4 separate regions of the Zea mays genome follow, and regions 2, 3 and 4 are each linked to region 1. Evidence: chromatin contacts called from public Hi-C data. All regions are on one chromosome and are shown on one strand. The core of a region is the stretch at or near the end of the contact, and the rest is flanking DNA. Distances in the headings are between cores, read along the strand shown.

What was found. Hi-C and Micro-C count contacts between places; a contact is called where the count stands out from the background.
Region 2: a Hi-C map of leaf shows a contact between it and region 1, with 2.2 times the contacts expected there. The contact joins the promoter of LOC103653151 here to the promoter of LOC100193964 in region 1. A contact is called at or near these places in 3 of 25 Hi-C or Micro-C datasets (leaf and tassel).
Region 3: a Hi-C map of ear shows a contact between it and region 1, with 2.6 times the contacts expected there. The contact joins the promoter of LOC100381882 here to the promoter of LOC100193964 in region 1. A contact is called at or near these places in 4 of 25 Hi-C or Micro-C datasets (ear, endosperm, leaf and 1 more).
Region 4: a Hi-C map of leaf shows a contact between it and region 1, with 5 times the contacts expected there. The contact joins the promoter of LOC100216911 here to the promoter of LOC100193964 in region 1. A contact is called at or near these places in 4 of 25 Hi-C or Micro-C datasets (ear, endosperm, leaf and 1 more).

Annotation. Positions count from the first base shown.
Region 1 is chr4:41,128,674-41,133,251 of Zm-B73-REFERENCE-NAM-5.0, reverse strand. It overlaps LOC100193964, which reads left to right and starts at 2,581. Exons shown (of 7, transcript NM_001352771.1): 1 at 2,581-2,845; 2 at 2,984-3,246; 3 at 3,404-3,589; 4 at 3,700-3,795; 5 at 3,869-3,940; 6 at 4,043-4,159. The coding sequence starts at 2,617.
Region 2 is chr4:41,373,532-41,378,109 of Zm-B73-REFERENCE-NAM-5.0, reverse strand. It overlaps LOC103653151, which reads right to left and starts at 2,606. Exons shown (of 8, transcript NM_001301663.1): 1 at 2,416-2,606; 2 at 971-1,048; 3 at 361-468; 4 at 97-176. The coding sequence starts at 2,481. LOC100284061 (polyneuridine-aldehyde esterase) reads right to left here. Exons shown (of 5, transcript NM_001156959.2): 2 at 4,268-4,507; 3 at 4,021-4,164; 4 at 3,799-3,933; 5 at 3,008-3,661. The coding sequence ends at 3,314.
Region 3 is chr4:40,971,205-40,975,782 of Zm-B73-REFERENCE-NAM-5.0, reverse strand. LOC100381882 (50S ribosomal protein L19, chloroplastic-like) reads right to left here and starts at 1,912. Exons shown (of 5, transcript NM_001174664.1): 1 at 1,732-1,912; 2 at 1,184-1,577; 3 at 974-1,060; 4 at 756-889. The coding sequence starts at 1,576.
Region 4 is chr4:41,272,582-41,277,159 of Zm-B73-REFERENCE-NAM-5.0, reverse strand. LOC100216911 reads right to left here and starts at 2,090. Exons shown (of 23, transcript NM_001359519.1): 1 at 1,749-2,090; 2 at 1,198-1,298; 3 at 750-902. The coding sequence starts at 1,983.

The sequences.
Region 1 (4,578 bases), core at 1,332-3,831:
CAAACCGAAGCTTAGAAAGCTTGAGAAACTAAGCAAGCGTTGGTGAGCAAGAGCTATAAAATTGAGCAAACAAAGCAAGTGGCACAAACAGCGTACCAAATGTGGTCAGAGTGAGTTCTTATTTATAGGCTCGGCGCATCCCGAGTTGGAGGGTCCCGACTGTCATTGACTGTTGCTATTCTAGCAAAGGGAAGATGTTTTTTCGGACCTTCGTCTTAAGGCCTTCATCCATGTCGCAGTCTGAATTCGTTATCTTAAACAAATTAATACTGCGAGGGGCTACTATTGGGGGCCTTCGTCCTCCGAAGGTCCTCAAAAACATAATTTAACAACGTCTTCCAAGTATGGCTTATGGACAAGTACCTTCGAACTCAGGATAAAAGCATACACGACGGGAGGAGCATGGTCATGACGAAGGTTGCCGCTGCTCCGAAGCTACGCTCAAGGGAGCTTCGGCTCAATCGCAGAAAAAGAAACCGACTTAAAGGTGAAAGGGCTGTTTAGTCCTCATAGATCTATCTACAAGTCAATAATAAATATAAAGGGCATAACTGTAATTTCTCACAAGCTGCGTCTTGTGGCTATAAATAGATGAACAGTACCCCCGTACTGTTCACGCTGGGTTAGACCTACTTTTACATCACGTTTGTATCCTTTTACCTTCTAACAAGCCGAAGGTACTTTTGTAATTCAATATTGTTCGTGTTTTTTCATGATTATATAATAAGAATGAATCAACAATGTCATATAATCATTTATGTTGTTTCTTATGTTTCTTCTTCTATTTTAACGTATACTGTAATGATGAAGGTATGTCCTTCATGACCTTCGTCTAAAGATCATTATATCCTAAGGGAAATAATGCTTCGATAGACGAAGGGCATTAACATTTAACAATTTGTGTTGCCTTGTTCTTAACCCATAGCACTTGAGAACAAGTCCCCAACACTTCTGAGTTGTCCTCCACCATGTGTGTGCCTTCACTTTTATAGACCAAGGGAGGCATGTACATGGTGACTGAGCCCCAACAAGTATGTCTAGTAATCTATTGCTCGATATGGAGTAAGTGGAGCGTCGGTCCGTGGAGAACAGATATATTCTCCTAGTTGTGTAGATCTCCTGGTTTGCCGTGCCCTTGACCTATCTAGTTGGAGTAGTGCACAGGAGTAGGTCGCATCATAGGCTAATGCATTATATCGCACGTAAGGATGCTCAGGTGTCCTTGTCCTATCTTCTTCGCATGTCTCCTTTTGCCTCGGTAACGTGCGAGCTACAACGGGAGTCATGATGATAGCAGCCCACGCGTCGCAGGGAGTCAATGGTTGTGCCTCGGTAAAGCACGAGTTACTGTGTGATCCGTGCACTGCAGACACACCGCCTGCCATTGGGGCGGGAAGGTACACGTCTTGCAGTTAATGCAGAGGCGCACTACACTTAGAGGCTGACGTCAGTCTTTTCCCAATGGCTTACATCACATGTCGTAGAACACGTGACAACACCAGGTCTCGCCTTGTGTGGGGAGTAGTGACTGGGACCGCCCTTAACAGGGGGTCCAGATGGTGCTCGGGGAGATCTCGTCTCCTCCGGTGTTGGACAACACGTGGCAACACCGGACCCCTTAGGCTAGAGGTCCGGGTGGCCCACCATGAGGGTCGAGGCTGTTCCCAGGGGTCCAGCCCCCAGGCGCATGTGTTGAGAGCCCTCTTCTTCAAGACACATTGGGGTTCCGGAGTGCTGATTATAGGTGCCGATCTTCACCCGAACCCAGTGGCCTTATTAGGCAGACCCAACCACTGGGCTAGGACGGGTCACGATTAGCATGGTGGCTAAGAGTAGTCCCGAGGGATCCGCCTTGACCAGTAGTAGTAGGTACCTCAATCTTGAGGTACCAACACATTCATATACTTCATTCATTTTGGAATGACATATTTAAATTTCTTGACATATTTATTATTTTATAACAATTAAATGAATTACTAGATATCTATTTATAGAAATTGTAAAATAATATATAAATATTTACTATATTAAAGCACCAGTTTCAACGGTGGTCCCATGTTAATATTTTTAAAAAAACCCTACATTTCTTTAGAACCAACCCGCATTCCTATAATCTCTTCTCTACTACTATAATAAGAGAGTTTATATAAAAGTAAGTTAAAATTATGTATAAGTGAGTGTTTGAAACTTAGTTGTTGGCTCCACATTCACAATTTATTCTATGTCATATATATAAAAATTTTAGCAATGCACGAACATATGACTAGTGCGGTCAAAGCTTGACATACTATATTGTTATTAATGAATATACTCATAATGTATCCATTGCTATGCTTATAATTTACATGTAACATGATATTTTGTCAACTGTAAATCCATCGATAAAATAGATTCAAGTCATGTGAGTATTCGAATTCAAACTATCCGTTTTGTATTTTATCCGATAATATTCATATTCGTATGCGTATTTGAATTAAAATGTGGTAAATAGTGACATACAAATTCGCCGCAGGCGTGCAAGTTAAGGGACCACTTTAAAAAAGGACATCCATGGGCTCCATCTCGTCAAAATCTGGGCGGTGAAACCCTCAAACCCTAATCCTTTGGCCCCTCACCATGGCGGACGCTGACGACGCGCCGCCAACGCCGCCTCCTGAGGTAGTAGCCCCCGAGGAGCATCCCGCGGTCGCCGAATCCGCCGTTGCCGCGCAGCAGGAGGGGGCAGCGACGGCCCAAGTCGATAACAAGCGGAAGCTCGAGGAGGCTGGCGCCGACGCGGAGGCGAACGGCACCGGCGAGGACGCCAAGCGCCCGCGCGTGGATGGTGAGCCCGACGCTGCCACAGGTGGATCTCTCAGTTACCCCGTTGCCTGGAACCTATGCATTATTTCTGGCGCTGCGGCGCGCTTTTACTTCTAGATGAAACTTGCGGCTCATCCGTTTGATTGGTTCGCTTGGATTTTTCTCTCTCGATTGGGAGCAGGCATTGAGCAGCAGAACGATGGGTCCTCCGTGAATGTCTCCGTGAATGTGGAGGAACCCGCAGCTGCAGAGGAGGATAAGGTTGCTCCCACCGATGGGGCAGCGACGGATGGTGATAATGACACGGCCGCTCCTGCTACGGATTCGCAGGCGGGTTCTGATGACAAACCGCTTGAAGCAGCAGCTGAAGCTCCACAACCGGAAAGTGATGCAGCAGCTGTTGCCCAGGAGATCTCTCGTATGATCGAAGTACCCAACAGCAGGGTATATTATTAATCCGATGCATATCTCATTGTCAGGTTCTGCTTACACTAGTTAGAGGTGTTGCAGGAACAAAAGGCATCGACGAGAGCATTCACTGCAGAAACTACACATTTTTTACATGCTGTTCAATCTATTTTAATTGTGGGCATTCACACAGGTCGGTGTCCTTATTGGAAAAGCTGGTGAGACAATCAGGAACTTGCAAATGAGCTCGGGTGCAAAGATCCAAATCACCAAGGACGCCGATGCGGACTCAAATGCCCTGACTCGTCCGGTTGAACTAGTTGGAACCCTTGGAAGCGTTGATAAAGCAGAGCTGCTTATTAAGAGTGTCATAGCTGAGGTACACTCAACATGTGCTGATTCCTTGATTGTAGTCGCCCTTTGAGCTGTGTTTTCACATGCATGCTACTTCTGAAATTTTCCTCGAATGCTATATATGCTCTATTGCAGGCTGAGGCTGGCGGTTCCCCTGCCTTAATAGCTAGAGGATTTGGAAGTGGACAGCCTGGGTCAGAGCAATTTGAGATGACAGTTCCTGATAACAAGGTTCTTTCTTGGTGCTAAAGATGTTGTTATAGTGTGCCATTTTATATGTTCAACCATTACCTGTATACCATAGGTTGGTCTCATTATCGGAAAAGGTGGTGATGCAATTAAAGGCATGCAAACCAAATCTGGTGCTCGTATTCAGGTGGATATGCCAATTGTCATGGTGGCTTGCCATTATCAAACTTTTACAACTTGTATATATTTGGAGGTCTAAGGAGATGTTGACTCTGAATTTTTTTTCTAGTTAATACCCCAACATCCTCCAGAGGGCGTTACATTGACTGAAAGAATTGTACGTGTTACTGGGAATAAGAAGCAGATTGAACTTGCGAAGGATTTGATCAAGCAAGCTATGAATCAGGTGATGTGATCTTCCTTTGTGCCTTTTTGTAGTCTATTTGTGTTTTCAGTTCTAAGTGTTGCTAGATGCTGGCATATAACTACTTTATGCTTTTGATTGTTCATTCATTCTGTGATTTTGCTCTGATGGTTGCTGATGATGTGATCATGCTTCACGATTGATTGTTCTTGGTTCATGATATGGTTACTTTTGTGATTGTAGATGCCAAAATCATGTTGTCTTTAATATTTGTGACCCAACACAAATTAATGACATGCCTATTGAGAACATGGCCTTATTTCAATCCTATTATGGACCAATTGGTTTCTTAGCTTTGGGTTTCATAATACACCTTCTTTATCATTGCATGCAATTTGTACCATCTTTCTGATCAAGCCAAGTTCGAGAATTCCCTGATAAGCTTTGCTGCTTCTGTAGGT
Region 2 (4,578 bases), core at 1,357-3,856, 240 kb before region 1:
GCTAATCAAACATGTTGTAATGAAATGATGTGAAAAATATTAAAGGTAAGATCATCTAGACACAAACAATGATAGGTATATCAAAGAGAAACTCACCATTCTCCATCTTCACTCCACACAGCTTGAACTCTAGTACCAACGGCAAACTTATGGGAATGTGAAAGGTCATCCAGTCCCTGCCACAAGACTGTCAGAGTAGAGTAGGAACACAAGCCATTATATCTCAGTATAAGCAACATAAATTGTAATTCATCAGGACAATCCCTTTTATCAATGGAACAATTGGCATGTACTTCTCCCTTATTCAGAATTTCAGCTAAGGAAGGAAGCCATCTAACAAAAAATGAAGAATAAAGCTACCTCAGACTGCACTCCAGCTGAATAGCTTGGCGGTGATAGACCTGCAACATTCTGGGCACTCTCAGTTTGCTTTGCAGTTGCCAAAATCTCTTCGGTTAACGTTATGACCTGCAGCAAACACAAAAAATGATATTAAGCATCATAAACACAAGCAACCTCCCAGTAGTATTAAACATGTGCCCATATTTCAAGATCCAACTTAGAACAGCAGCAGCAACACCGAAATTTGTAGTAGTACAAACCTGCAATAAATCAAGATAAAGGGTAATGGACAACTTTGAAGCCACTGAATTTTTACATATTGTTCATTATTATTAATATGGTTGCTCGGACAGTCCCTACCATTGCCATAATTAACCTTCTCACCTTTCAAGGTTACAAAAATCTAAATTCCCCAAAACAAATCTTCTGTTGCAAGCGGCCTTTTCATGCTACCTTGCTGGGCATGGCTCCTTGTAACAAAGAAGAGAGGAATCGATAGCAACATGCCCCAAAAATCAGAGGAGAAATCAAGCATCCATTTGTGAAAATCATTAATCCGATGTATCTGACGTGTAGCTACACGAGCATGAGGGATCACATTACAGGATAAAATAAGAAATGAACTGACCTCTTGAAGCTCCTTCTCCATATCAATATATTCAGAAATTCCAGCATCATCCTTCTTCTCCTTGATAAGCTTCTTGACCTGAAATGCATGGATATAAGAGACATTAAGTACATGAATTGGATTTACCACCTCAAACGCATGGACATAAGAAGAAATGCTTTAAGTAAGATAGATTTGGTAAGGAAAAATAAAGGCGAGAAATTAGCATGAAACTTCAGTGCAAAATGGGGATAACAAGGCACTTGACTAAAGCAAACTTCATTATTAATCAGTGACCAACAATTCCATTTTCATGTCAATATAGGATATTATTGGCAGTTTCCAAACAGAAAAAATATAGTGCATGACATCTGCTTGAAGAATATCATTCCTCAATATGAAATCACCAGTTGAAAACAAGAATGAGATGAGAGACAAAGGGTTTGGACAAGAGTTTGGATCCATGTTATAAAAATGGACAGCAACAACAAAGGTTCATGCCTAAAATGCATAACATGAAGGCCTCTAACAAATGGTGGCTTCCAACAAACAAAAAACCTAATTAACATATATAAATAGGCATATACCGACGCCACATTTTGCCACTGCAGTTATTAGGGGCCAGGAGAAAAGTCGTAATTGGAAAGGCGAGTGAAGCTGTGTCCAGACTCATGAGAGACGAATGAAGGAGATAGGCCATGGAGGTGGTGATGAATCTCACTCCAGTTCTTACTATTTTCCCCTTTCTATTTCTTGGGAAAATATCCTATGCAATCACTTATCCTGGTGCAAGCATGCAATCAAGCGATCTGGTGCATCCGATCTAGATCTAATGATGACTGTTATTTTATATTTAACCCCTTCCACCTAAAACATAGTACCTATTTTACTTTTAACCCCTTCCATATGAAACCGTTGGATCTGGATTGGATGCTCTGGATAGTTTGATTGCACGCTTGCACCAAAATGAGTGATTGCACCCTCTAAACTTGACACAGGTCTACACTTAAGATTTGAAAAGTGGTGGCATATGAAATTCTAAGCGAAGCATACCAATTTATGGAGCAGATTCCAGTTCCAACCAAATGAAAGCATCCAAACGGGCCGTTGAGATATCTATACAAATACGGATATGCATGTGTATACTTATATCATATTCATATTAGCCCCGACATAAGTGTGATCCTATTCATATGAATCCAACGCTGCAGAGATGCAAATAACCGAGCAAACCTGCCAAGTATATAATCTTATTACGCAGTAACGAATTCGATGAGGAATAAAGCTTAAATTAACCAAATTACTCAAAACCCTAGACTAGAATCAGAGCCGAACATCCATAGTAATCCGGCTACGCGCGAACCCTGAGCTGCAAACGAGGAGACTAGCTAGAACCTTCCGTGCTACAAGAATTGCAGACAGAACGGAAAGGGGGCGTGGCCAGATCGAGGGGACGGGGAAGAGACCTCGCGTAGCTGCTCTTTGTAGGTGGAGAGGTTGGAGGCGAGCTCCTCCACGCTCAGGTCCTCCATGCCTGCCTCCCGCCGGCGCCGATTCCGCCGCCCTCCTCCCTGTCTCTGACTTCCTCTCCGGCTCGATGCGATTCGTCTCTCGCTCTCTTCCCCCAATTCGAGTTCGCCTTTCTCCCCTCCCGGCCTCCCCTGCTATGCTACGCTTTCCTATGGGTTGGGATTTTATTCTTTTGACGAGCAAGACAAGAAAAGGCCGAATCGTGCCCCCATGGGCCTGGCCTCATCCTGGAGCCCATCTGAATTGGCACCACAGGGGCCTTAGAAGAGGTGACGTCACAGTTTGAGAATATAGAAATTTTTTTATTTAGGGCTAGTTTGGGACCCCATTTTTCCATGGAGTTTTTATTTTCATAAGAGAAATTAGTTTATTTTTCGTTGAAAAATTGGAAATCCCATGAAAAAATAGAATTGCCAAACTAGCCCTTAAAAAGAAAAACTTACTCCACCATCAATCATTCGAACCAAGTGGGGATTGCCTCATTCGATTGACTCATCGGAGTTACTTGCATTGACGTTATTATAATTACCTAAATAATGATTGCTGATGAATTAGTAAGCATCACCACAAAGGCTTTCCGCGTTGACATTGGTCACTGAATATCTCATTCATTCACAAGGTAAAAAGGAAAAAAGAAATGCAATTATCTGCTGACCACCTCTCATTCTCTATATGATCTGATCTGATCACAGAAGAAAGAAAGAAACACTTTGACCTCCCTACATTATTATCCGACACAGCTTGGCTTCAGTTAATCCCCAGACCTCCTCCCCCTCCCTTTTGCAACCTATGTGCTTACTCATTTCTCTTTTCGTGTACACTACATACATGCAGTCATGACTTGGCTGGCCCTGTCACCATGGCGGCGGCGGTCTCCTCGGGGGAGCTCGCCTTGAGCAGCGCCGCAGGAGCTTGGATCTGCGCGATCTCCAGCAGGATCTTGTTGAGGGACTGCGGCTTTGAGAAGAAGGGGCAGTGGTCGCCGCCCTTGATCTTGAAGATGCCGTCGGGAGGGTTCTCGCGGACCAGCTTCTCCTGGGCATCCGGCGACAGCATGTGGTCGTCGAGTGCCTGGATGAAGTAGCGACGGACGGAGCCGTAGTTCTCCGGGGTGAGGGAGAGCTTCTCCATGATTGGGGCTAGAGGGATAGGCCTCATGGACACCGCTGCTAGTGCCATATCCTGCATTTTCAAAGGCGTGTGCAAACTCAGTTAGTGAGTCCACTGGCAATACAGACCTGACATGATAACGTTGGGTGGACACAGTACAGTACGTCTATCAACTGGTTCTGGTTACATAATGGTAGAACACAATGTACCTTGGAAGGGGTTTGGTTGAAATACAGCCCCTTGATCTGCTGCTTATCGAACATCAGCCCAGTAGGAGGCTTGTCCTTCCCATTTCCATAGACTAGAAACTGTGACTCTTGCAAGAAAACATCCGCCGACCGGAGCTGTCGAATGTAGGTCAACGTGAGCCCCTTTGCAAGAAAACAGCAAATGGAAAATGTAAACGTAGATTATAGAGAGTGATTCCGTACTTCCTCCGAGAACACGTCAAAGGGCCTCTGGCCATCCTTTACCATTGTAGCAGTAAGAAACACCGCCTTTGAGATCTTTCGGGGGTACTGCTCCAGTGCATACGAGACACTCGCACCTCCGCAACTATGGCCGACCAAAATGACCTGCATTATCACCGTTACAAACACAGCACTCAGTCAGAAAAGGCTGGGCTTGTTTCCTCCCAAAAATTGAATATATACACAGAACAGCAGATGTAACAGCCACCTTCTCATCTTCAGGAAGTCTGTCGAGGTAATCAATCAATGGCTTGGAGTAATCTGCTAACGTAGCTATGCTGTTTGTATCAGTATGGTCTATGCCAGAGCCTGTGAGATCTAAGGCAACAGGATCTAGACCAGCTTCCTCCAAGTGTGAGATGGTCTTGTACCAACACCAAGCACCGAACCCTTCTCCATGAACAAGGACAATTTTCTTTGTTTCCAAATTCTCCAGAACAATTGGGGCCTGAAAGCATATACAATCTGCACCATTAAAAATATTCTTTTTCTAAGAAACCACGAGATGATGTATGTATG
Region 3 (4,578 bases), core at 663-3,162, 160 kb after region 1:
GGAACTGCTCGCCTGCTCCAGTCACATGCACCTCTCTGCCTGCTCCAGTCACATACGCCCCTCTGCCTACTCGCCTGCTCCACAGCTACAGTGCAGAACTCTATAGTTTAGATCACCGGCGGGCGACGGCTACTCTAGATCACCAGCATCTCCAACACCAGTGACGAGATGAGCTCGTCATCTCAAGGTCCCCCCTGCTCCCTCTCCCCCCATCTCTGTAGTTCTGTTCTAGTTCTAGTTCTGTCTGTGTCTCCCACCAGTGATCAAACACTAATGGTTGTTGCTGCTCTAATCCTAAGCCGACTGCCGATTAGTGACTTGTACCTCTGCCTGTTATTTTGTATATCCTGCTGTATATACCAATATAAGTATAACTACTAGTCTAAAAGGTCTAGGACGACCAGGGACCGACTAGGGGTCGACTAATCACCCTGGTCGTCGCCTAATCGCGACTAGTCGCCTGGTCGGCCCCAGTGTTCGACCAGGCAACTTGAAATCATTGCTCCATGTATGCTATCTTAACGGACAGGGAGAAACGCCCACTAGTAGACAGTAGAAACATGATGTTTAGCGGTTGTTGAATAATTATCAGGTATCAATGAACAAGAAATCAATTTTGGCAACACCACAGCACAAGGGTGTTAAAGAATCCATATAAGAAGCACTTCAACCTCAGCATGATATGTTCCAAAACAAAGCACTGTGTACTAGAAGTACAAATTAGAGTAGAAGAGCACATGTTTGGATTGACTTACAGTGGAAAGACAGACTCGACTCCGACACCAGCCACTAATCTACGCAATCTGAAGGTTGTATTGATCCCGGCGTTGCGCCTTCCTATCACAATCCCCTTCAGCGTCGACTCACGCCGTTTGTTCTCAGGAACTTGCTGTTCATTGGTTCACACCAAGGGGTCAATACCAGAAACATGCCCGTAACAGGGCTGAAGCAGGAACGTGAAGAAAGACATTACCAATCTCATCTGAATGATGCATCCAGGCTGCACATCAGGAATCTCCCTTTCCGAGCGGACCTTTTCGACCGCCTCTTTGTTTAGGATCTGCATAGCCAAAACAACAAGCAGCTTTATTGTTCCTGTGGCGATTTTGTTACTTTTGTGTGATGTAATGTAGTGTAACAATACAGCCCCTGCAAGTACGTGACACTCACTCAGCTTACATACATTCATAATGTGCCTGGCGGTCTTGTCGGGCCTCTTGAACTTGATGCGCGGGGGGTGCTCAACCGCAGGGGAGGTGGAATCGTCCGAATCAGAAGCGACCTCGGCCGCACTCCCCACCGTCGACAGACCCCTCATCGCGACGATAACTTGTGCGCAGAGACCAAAACCGGAGGTGGCCGCGGCAGGAACGAGGCCATCACGCGAAACGGCCCGGCTCTGCACACGTACGGGTTGAACTACCCCGATCGGACGTGTGAACTCGTAAGGCGGCCTGAGGAGTTTGACGGCCACGGATGGCTGCGTCGCACCCGGACCAGCCGCGGCAAGCTCCAGGAGCCTCGCCGCCGCTCCACGGCTTCCGGCTCGGCAGACATTCCGGACCAAACATTGCATCCTGAGTCCCGTGCCATGCGAAGAATTTGCTCAGTAAACCACGGGCGAATCGAATCGAGGCCTTTCAAATTGCTAAATAGCCCTAGGTTAGGGTTTCGGTGCTCAACTTCGCACAGCGAGAAGGGAAGGGAAGGAAAGAGAAGGGGTGGAAGTACCTGGTTGGTGCTCGTCTCCGGCGAAGAGACCACAAGCCTCAGCGTCTGGCTTAGGGCGGCGGCGGGGTCTGGAGCCCTGGAGTGCCACGCGGAGGCGAGGGTTGCCAGCGGACGGGAAGGGTCGTTGGGCAGCGGAAGGGGGAATGCAGCGACGGCCGGCCCAGTTCAGGGTTGTTGGGCGCGCACCCGCACGGGCCCTTCTTCTGGGCTGGTTTCTTTTTCACAAATTCCTTTGGAAATTCCATTTTTTTATTTCTCACCCTTGTAAATTTCCTTTTTGAAACTTAAAAAGACCAAGCTACAATACCAATGCACTAATTCTGAATGCTTACATTTGTTAAGTAACCCTAGTTAGGGTTATGTGGGCAAATAACTGCTATGCCCCTGAGGAGTCTCACATCTCTATATAAGGAACCTGTACACCCCCTCATAAGATAGAGATCAGAAAGAGGCCAGAAGCCCAACCCTATATCCAGTGTCTCGTGTGTTTCCTCTGTCGTGCTTATGGGAAGGGAGACGGGTTCTCTACATCTTCTTGCGTCTCTACTGCTGATGGGAGGGAAGGGAGCGGATCTGGTGATCCGTGGTAACGTAGTTCTCAACACGTTATCAGCACGCTCTACCTCGACGTTGCTGCGAGATTGGATCTGCATCAACTCTCCGTCAATCCGGCAGGTCTCCGGCGTAGCCGAACTGTCCTACGCGACAGTCTTCGATTCCTCTCCTACGCAATACAATGGTGTGTCTTTCTGTATAGATTGAATACATAGTTCGCGGTGATAAAAATGGTGGCGACTCTGCTGGCCACGATGGGGAGATAAGCTCCTGGCCGCCGGAAGCGGATCAGACGCTAAATGGCATGAGTTTCCATTCCAACCAATCGGTGAGGAACCACCCCGCTTGGCTGCATGCAACCTGTACAACGCGGCCACAATCTGTACTACGCAGGCACCAATCTGTTTTTCCAGGAGAAAAAATAGTAACGGGTCACGTACCCATGCAACATGCGTAACGTGGAGCGCGGCCTCGGGCCAGGAGTGGGCCTTGCACGGTCGTCGCGCGCTCCATGTGCTCCCCGGTCAAAGCTGCGGGCAGTTGAGAGCGCTGTGCTCCCGGTCAAATCGGCTGGTAGTTAAACGCTATGCATGTGTGGCACTCGTACTTGCCTACTTGGGAGCAACGTATAAAAAAAGAACTGGAATTGCAATGGTTGCATACTTGCATGCATATGCGCCTCCAGCCTTGCATGTAGACTGACTTGACGCTTGCATGTGTTACTGAGCACGCGATGGTTGGCTTGAAAATCGCCCTAGAAAATTCTGGTTGAATTATTTCGTATATGCTCTATGTTGTTTATTCTATTTATTTTCGGTTACAAATAAAAAATAGAATAAAGTATGTTTTATATTGCGGTTAATTATTTTTCGCAGTAAATAATTAGTAGAAAAATGCATGTTTAAATATGTGAAAATATTTTCATGCACATGATCTGCTTATGCTTATGCATTAATTATGGTATTATTTTTCTGTTTTATTTCCCGTAGTAGATAATTAGCAGAAAAATATTAAAATGCATTTGAAGGTTATGTTGTGTATTTTTATATCGTTCTAAATATTTGTGTTGCGTTGAGCTTTCAGACTCACGGTGAACGATTAAATTGTATAGTGGGTACTCAGACACGCCGATCAGGCTGCGTTGGTAATCGGCTGAGTTATGACATTAGCTGAATATTGACTGCGCCCTGGCAACACGACGCAATATTTGTGTCGTTTGAACTTGGCTGCGTCATGTGATTGCTATGTCGCTCTCTCGCTTAATCGGATCGCTCCCGTTGAGTCGGACCGCCATCGCCGAGTCACACATTTTTCGTGCGCCCTGAAGGCATTGCATGTGTGTCGCAGCTATTGAGTCACAGCTGCGCTTGTTGCGCCTGTTGTGCCTGTTGCGCGTACTTATCGTGTACCCAACTACCAAGCCACAACTGCGTCTGTTGCGCTGGTTACGAAGGTTTGATGTGTTATCGTTGCCCTGATGGCCGCACACGCATTGACGCCAGATACGCTAGAGCTTATACTCGCGTAGATTGTGGTGGGTTGTTCGAGCCCCTAAAGTCACATTATACGCAACTTTCGTAAACAATTTTGTTTGCCTATATATTTTATTTGATAGTGTTGTGTGGCATCATATATTTATATATATCGCCAATGGGCCATAATGACTATATCAAGCTCTATAGTGCTTGAATAATCTAGGAAAATTAAATTGAAATACAATGAAACACAGATAAGTTAATTCTTTGATCTCTCCTCATGCATAAAGTTTTACCCGAAGTAACCCGAAGATATATAATATAATGCATGAAAGCCTTTTTGGCATAGAAGACATCACAAATTGGGATTCTATTAGTAAGCAAAAGGCCTTACCAAATAATTTAAGACTATAAATCTCAGCCATATATTGCTCAACCAGATGTTAGCACATTACTCTCTTTGTCGCTAAATGACATGAAGCAAACTATGAGATAAAAGGACATGTAATCGCCAGCAACACGAAGTTGCGAGTATACCGAGAGGTTATTCTGAGAAAATTTTCACTATGTTGGTGTGAAAACCATAGTGTGTTCCCGTCGAACCACTTTACTCGTTCTATCTAGAACCTATATGCTTGTGTCGCATACATCTCTCGGAATTGTAAATACTTATAGTCACTGAATTGACTCGGGATAGTCCTTTGACAAGTTTGGTATACACTGTAAACTAAATGGTAAAGGTCGGTCCTAAATGGACACATACCTGGGGTTTATGTAGCCGAACTACACTGAATTCCACCCTTTGGCATGCTTATCA
Region 4 (4,578 bases), core at 841-3,340, 140 kb before region 1:
TGGTGTTGGAGTAGCCGCTGGTATCTGGACTGGAGCAGGCGAGCAGCCAAGCAGGCAGAGAGGTGCAACCGGTATTTGGACTGGTAGGCGAGCAGCCAAGCAGCCAGAGGGGCGCAACCGGTATCTAGACTGGAGCAAGCGAGCAGCCAAGCAGACAGAGGGGAGCAGGCGCCGTTGAATGGAGCAAGACAGCAGGGGGCGCGGGTGAGCAACCGCCGGTGCTGGAGATCTAGGGTGTAGCTGCCGGTGCTGGAGATCTAGGGCGCAACCACCGGTGCTGGACGTTGGGCAAAAGAGAGGAGGCACATACTAGACTAGGTTTTGGCGGCTACATATTGGCAGAGGAGAGGAGAGGCCAGGCTAAAAGATCCTATAGATAGGCTAAAAATAGCCCAATACTAAAATCCTAGTCGTGGTGACCAGGAATTATTAATCGGGTGATTAGTCGCCCTAATCGACGACTAGTCGGACGACAAGGACGACCAGACAGGCTAATCGAGTCGTCCCGCTAGTCGAGTACAAACAGGCGACCAACCCGACTAATCACGATTAATCGCGATTAGTCGGACGACTTGAAATCATATTAAGCGGACGATTAGTCACCCTAATCGGCGACTAGTCGGACGACTAGGACGACCAGCCTGTCTAGTCGAGTCGTCTGCCTAATCGAACACAAACAGGCGACCAGCCCGACTAATCGCGATTAGTCGGACGACTTGATAGAGCACAACAAAAAAGTGATTACTGACCTCATATAGTCCACCTTTCACAGGAACCCCAACCCGCTCTTCCTCAACCTTATAAAGATATGCAGAATCATCACTTTCAACCAAGGATCCTCTTGGTCCTGCACTGCATTCAGCGTACTCCCTCCACCAGTACGCAAGCAGCTCTTCCTCCCTCTACAAACAGTAACCAATAACATGAACTTTGAGAAAGCTAGTAAGAATGGATACATTTCTCATTATACTGTATAAGGTTAAGGTATGTTAAAAGCAAGTTTAAAATAACAAATGTGCAAACATAGACTACTGTACATAAAAAAATAGACAAAAAAGATAACCATCATGGATCAATTACCTGACGATGTTATCAATTTTCAGATAGATTGTATTTTCAATCGCTGTAGAATTATTAAAGATGGCGTAAATTTCTAACTAAACATTTAGGCATCCAAATATATGTTGAGATCGTAACCTCCAAGAAAGATGCCTCCAGTGCCAGAGAGTCCCTCTCGCTGAACCGGAAATAGTCTCCTTTCCCGACTATCTCTGTCCGTGGTACCGAAGAAGAGAGCACTGCATCGACAATCGGATCAGTAAACCTTTAACCTGAAGCACCGACAGTGTGATAGTTCAGGAGACCAATCAACTACAAGTCTACAATAATAGCAAGTGTGCTGAACTGTGCAGGCACGCCTCTACCGCTGCTCAATTATAATGGTTCCAGTTTCTGAACAAGCAGATATAAGCCACATGGAGCTAAAGTTGCAATCCCCGTTCTCCAATTTGCAGGTTCGGGGACCAATCCTTTTGAAGCCCCCACATGAGTTGTTAACCCGGAATAGTAACTAGTTTCTGTGACATCGAAACCCCCAAACAATTGGCACGCGCTAGGCCTCATGGGTGAGCTGCTCGGAAGCAGCTGGGTACTTGGGGCCACTAATCAACTACAGCGGAGCGCCGGAGCCGAAGCGCAGCATGAAACGGTAACGGACAAGCCAAACACACACGCGGTGGGCGGGGCACCTTTGTCGGCGAGGGGAAGCTTGCAGAAGTACCAGCGGACGTCCTCGCCGTCGGAGGGGCTCTTGGTGTGCGCGAGGTACTTGCGGCGCGCCGCGCAGTGCCCGATCGCGTCCTCCAGCCGCGCGATGTTGGAGGGCGTGTTCCGCAGCGAGTCCGGCGACGCGCCCTCCGCCTCCCCGTCGGGGCCCGCGGGCGCCCGGCTCGTCGACGCGTGCGTGTCCCACGGGCCCGCCATGCGCGCCGCTGCCGGTTCCGGATCGCCGCCGAGCGCCGGCGAGCGGGAAGGGGAGGTGTCTGGAGTCGAAGAGACGGAGGCGGGGGAAGAGAGAAGGGTAGCGGCCTAGCGGGGCAACGAGGTGGGCCCCTACCGCAGGAAGGAAAGGGAAGTCAAACGCACCCCCCCCCCCCCCCCCCCCCCCGGTCGGCCCAGAAGCTGCAGCACTGCATTCAAATGCGTCTCTCTACATTTGACACGTACTATCTTCACCAAAGAAAACGCTCGCCGTTCCCCGTTCCCAGTAAGGCTTAGGGCCTGTTTGTTAACCCCATGGATTATATAATCTAGATTATTTTTGGAGGATTATATAATCTGGATTATATAATATGAGTAGTCCCGTTTGTTTATCTAGATTATTTGAGTTGTTAATAGGATTCTTTTGTATGAGGAAGACAATAATGTCAATCGTGGGTTATAATGGCAATGGTGGGTAATTTCTAGGAAACTTGAAAGGGTAGTGGGGGAGTGGGAAAAAATAATCTGAAATAAGCACCTCCTCACTTGCTTATGGATTATCATAATTCAAGGGGTTAGATTATATAATCTCGACAAATAAGTTGGACTGTTTGTTTGCCTCTTAGGATTATTTAATCCAGATTATATAATCTGAGGGGTAAACAAACAGGCCCTTAGTTTGGATACTTTAAGATTAGAGTATTTTAAAGGGATCGGAGAGGATGTAAATCAAATACTCTTTCAATACATCTCAATCCACTCTAATACCACTCATTACTAGAGTACCCAAAGTAGGCCTAAGGATTGATTTGGTGACAAGGGGATCACCGAGGGATTGGAGGGGATTGAGGGGGAAATGAACTAATTTCCCCCTCAATCCACTACAATCCCTCCGTGATCCCTGGTCACCAAATCAGCCCTAAAGTGTATTTACGTCCCTTAAATTGCACGCTTGTCTACCTGTTTATAAAGTTTTAAAGTATGCCTACTTGATCCTAATCGCAGTTAGGTCTCACTTAATTCATAATTAGTCGGTTGTGCATACGTTACGACGGCTCACAACAATACACACGTAAATTATCCACCAAAACGATCTCAAGATTTTTTATTGATTGTCTCCGCTCTCTGCTTAATACTTTTTATTTGACTAACTAATATTGTTGTTTACTCCATCCTGTAACACCCAAGGTGTTACTCAGGGTTTCTCCTCAGCACCTACATTTGTGACATGTTATCACATGTGGTTTAGTTTCAGCAAAAGATACCAAACTTGAGGAGCCAAGCCTTAACCAAGTCTTTATCACCCTAGAGATCATACCTTAACCATATCGAGCTTGGGAATGAGGGTGAAGTGCTGAAACCGTAAAGTTCCCCTCTTTAGGACATTAGAGCACCGAAGAAAAATTCAGTGAAAAGGCTAAGTAAATCACATTGTCATAACTTGGGCTAGTTATAGAAGTTGTAGTACACTTAATACCCTACATAAAATAGTAAGAGAGTTGTCCCAAAAAAGCTTTGCAAAACCCTCGAACAAGTCACTCAAGTGGAAACTCAAAACCAAAAACCAGGATTTTAGTTTTCGGAAAATCAGTCCCCTCACAAAGATCAAACATGCTCACCTTGTTCCAAAACTCAAAACCACTTGGCCCAATTGATAAAGTGGCGCCAAAAGATCCCTAGAGCACCCTGGTGAAGTTTGTAGACGAACCAAATCCGTTTGACATGATTTGGCATGATTTCTTTCTCAGGGTGGAGCAGTCGGACAAACCAACCTTAGGGACAAGACCACTCATTGCACAGACCAAGAAACGCCTCGACCTCCACACGAGACAGATAGAGGGAAGTTAGGGGAAGAGATCTTTGAAAGGGAATTAGGCTTACACCTATTTCCTAATTGATTTTAGTGGTTGAATTGCCCAACACAAACAATTAGACTAACTAGTTTGCTCTAGTCTATAAGTTATACAGGTGCCAAAGGTTCACACTAAGCCAATAAAAAACCAAGAAAAGGGTTCAACAAAGAGAGCAAGGGATAACCGAAGGCTGCCCTGGTCTGGCGCACCGGACTGTCCAGTGTGCCACCGGACAATGTCCGGTGCACCAGGGAACTCGACGCCCAACTCTTCACCTTCGAGAATTTTTAGAGGGCTCCGCTATAATTCACTGGACTGTCCGGTGCACCACCGGACAGTGTCTGGTGCTCCAGGGGAGAGCGACTCTGAACTCGCCAGCTTCGGGAATCCGCTCCGCTATAATTCACCGGACTGTCCGGTGAGCCAGCGGAGCAACGACTACTTCGCGCCAACGGTCGACTGCAACGCATTAAATGTGTGCCAGCGCGCGCAGAACAGCAGAGCACGCGCGGGTGGCACACCGGACAGTCTACAGGACTTGTCCGGTGCACCACCGGACAGCCAGGCGGGCCCACAAGTCAGAGCTCCAACGGTCGGAACCCAACGGCCTGGTGACATGGCTGGCGCACCGGACAGTGTCCGGTGGCGCACCGGACTATCCGGTGCGCCATGCGACAGCAGCCTCCACCAAACGGCTAGTTTGGTGGTTGGGGCTATAAATAACCCCAACCACCCCACATTCAAG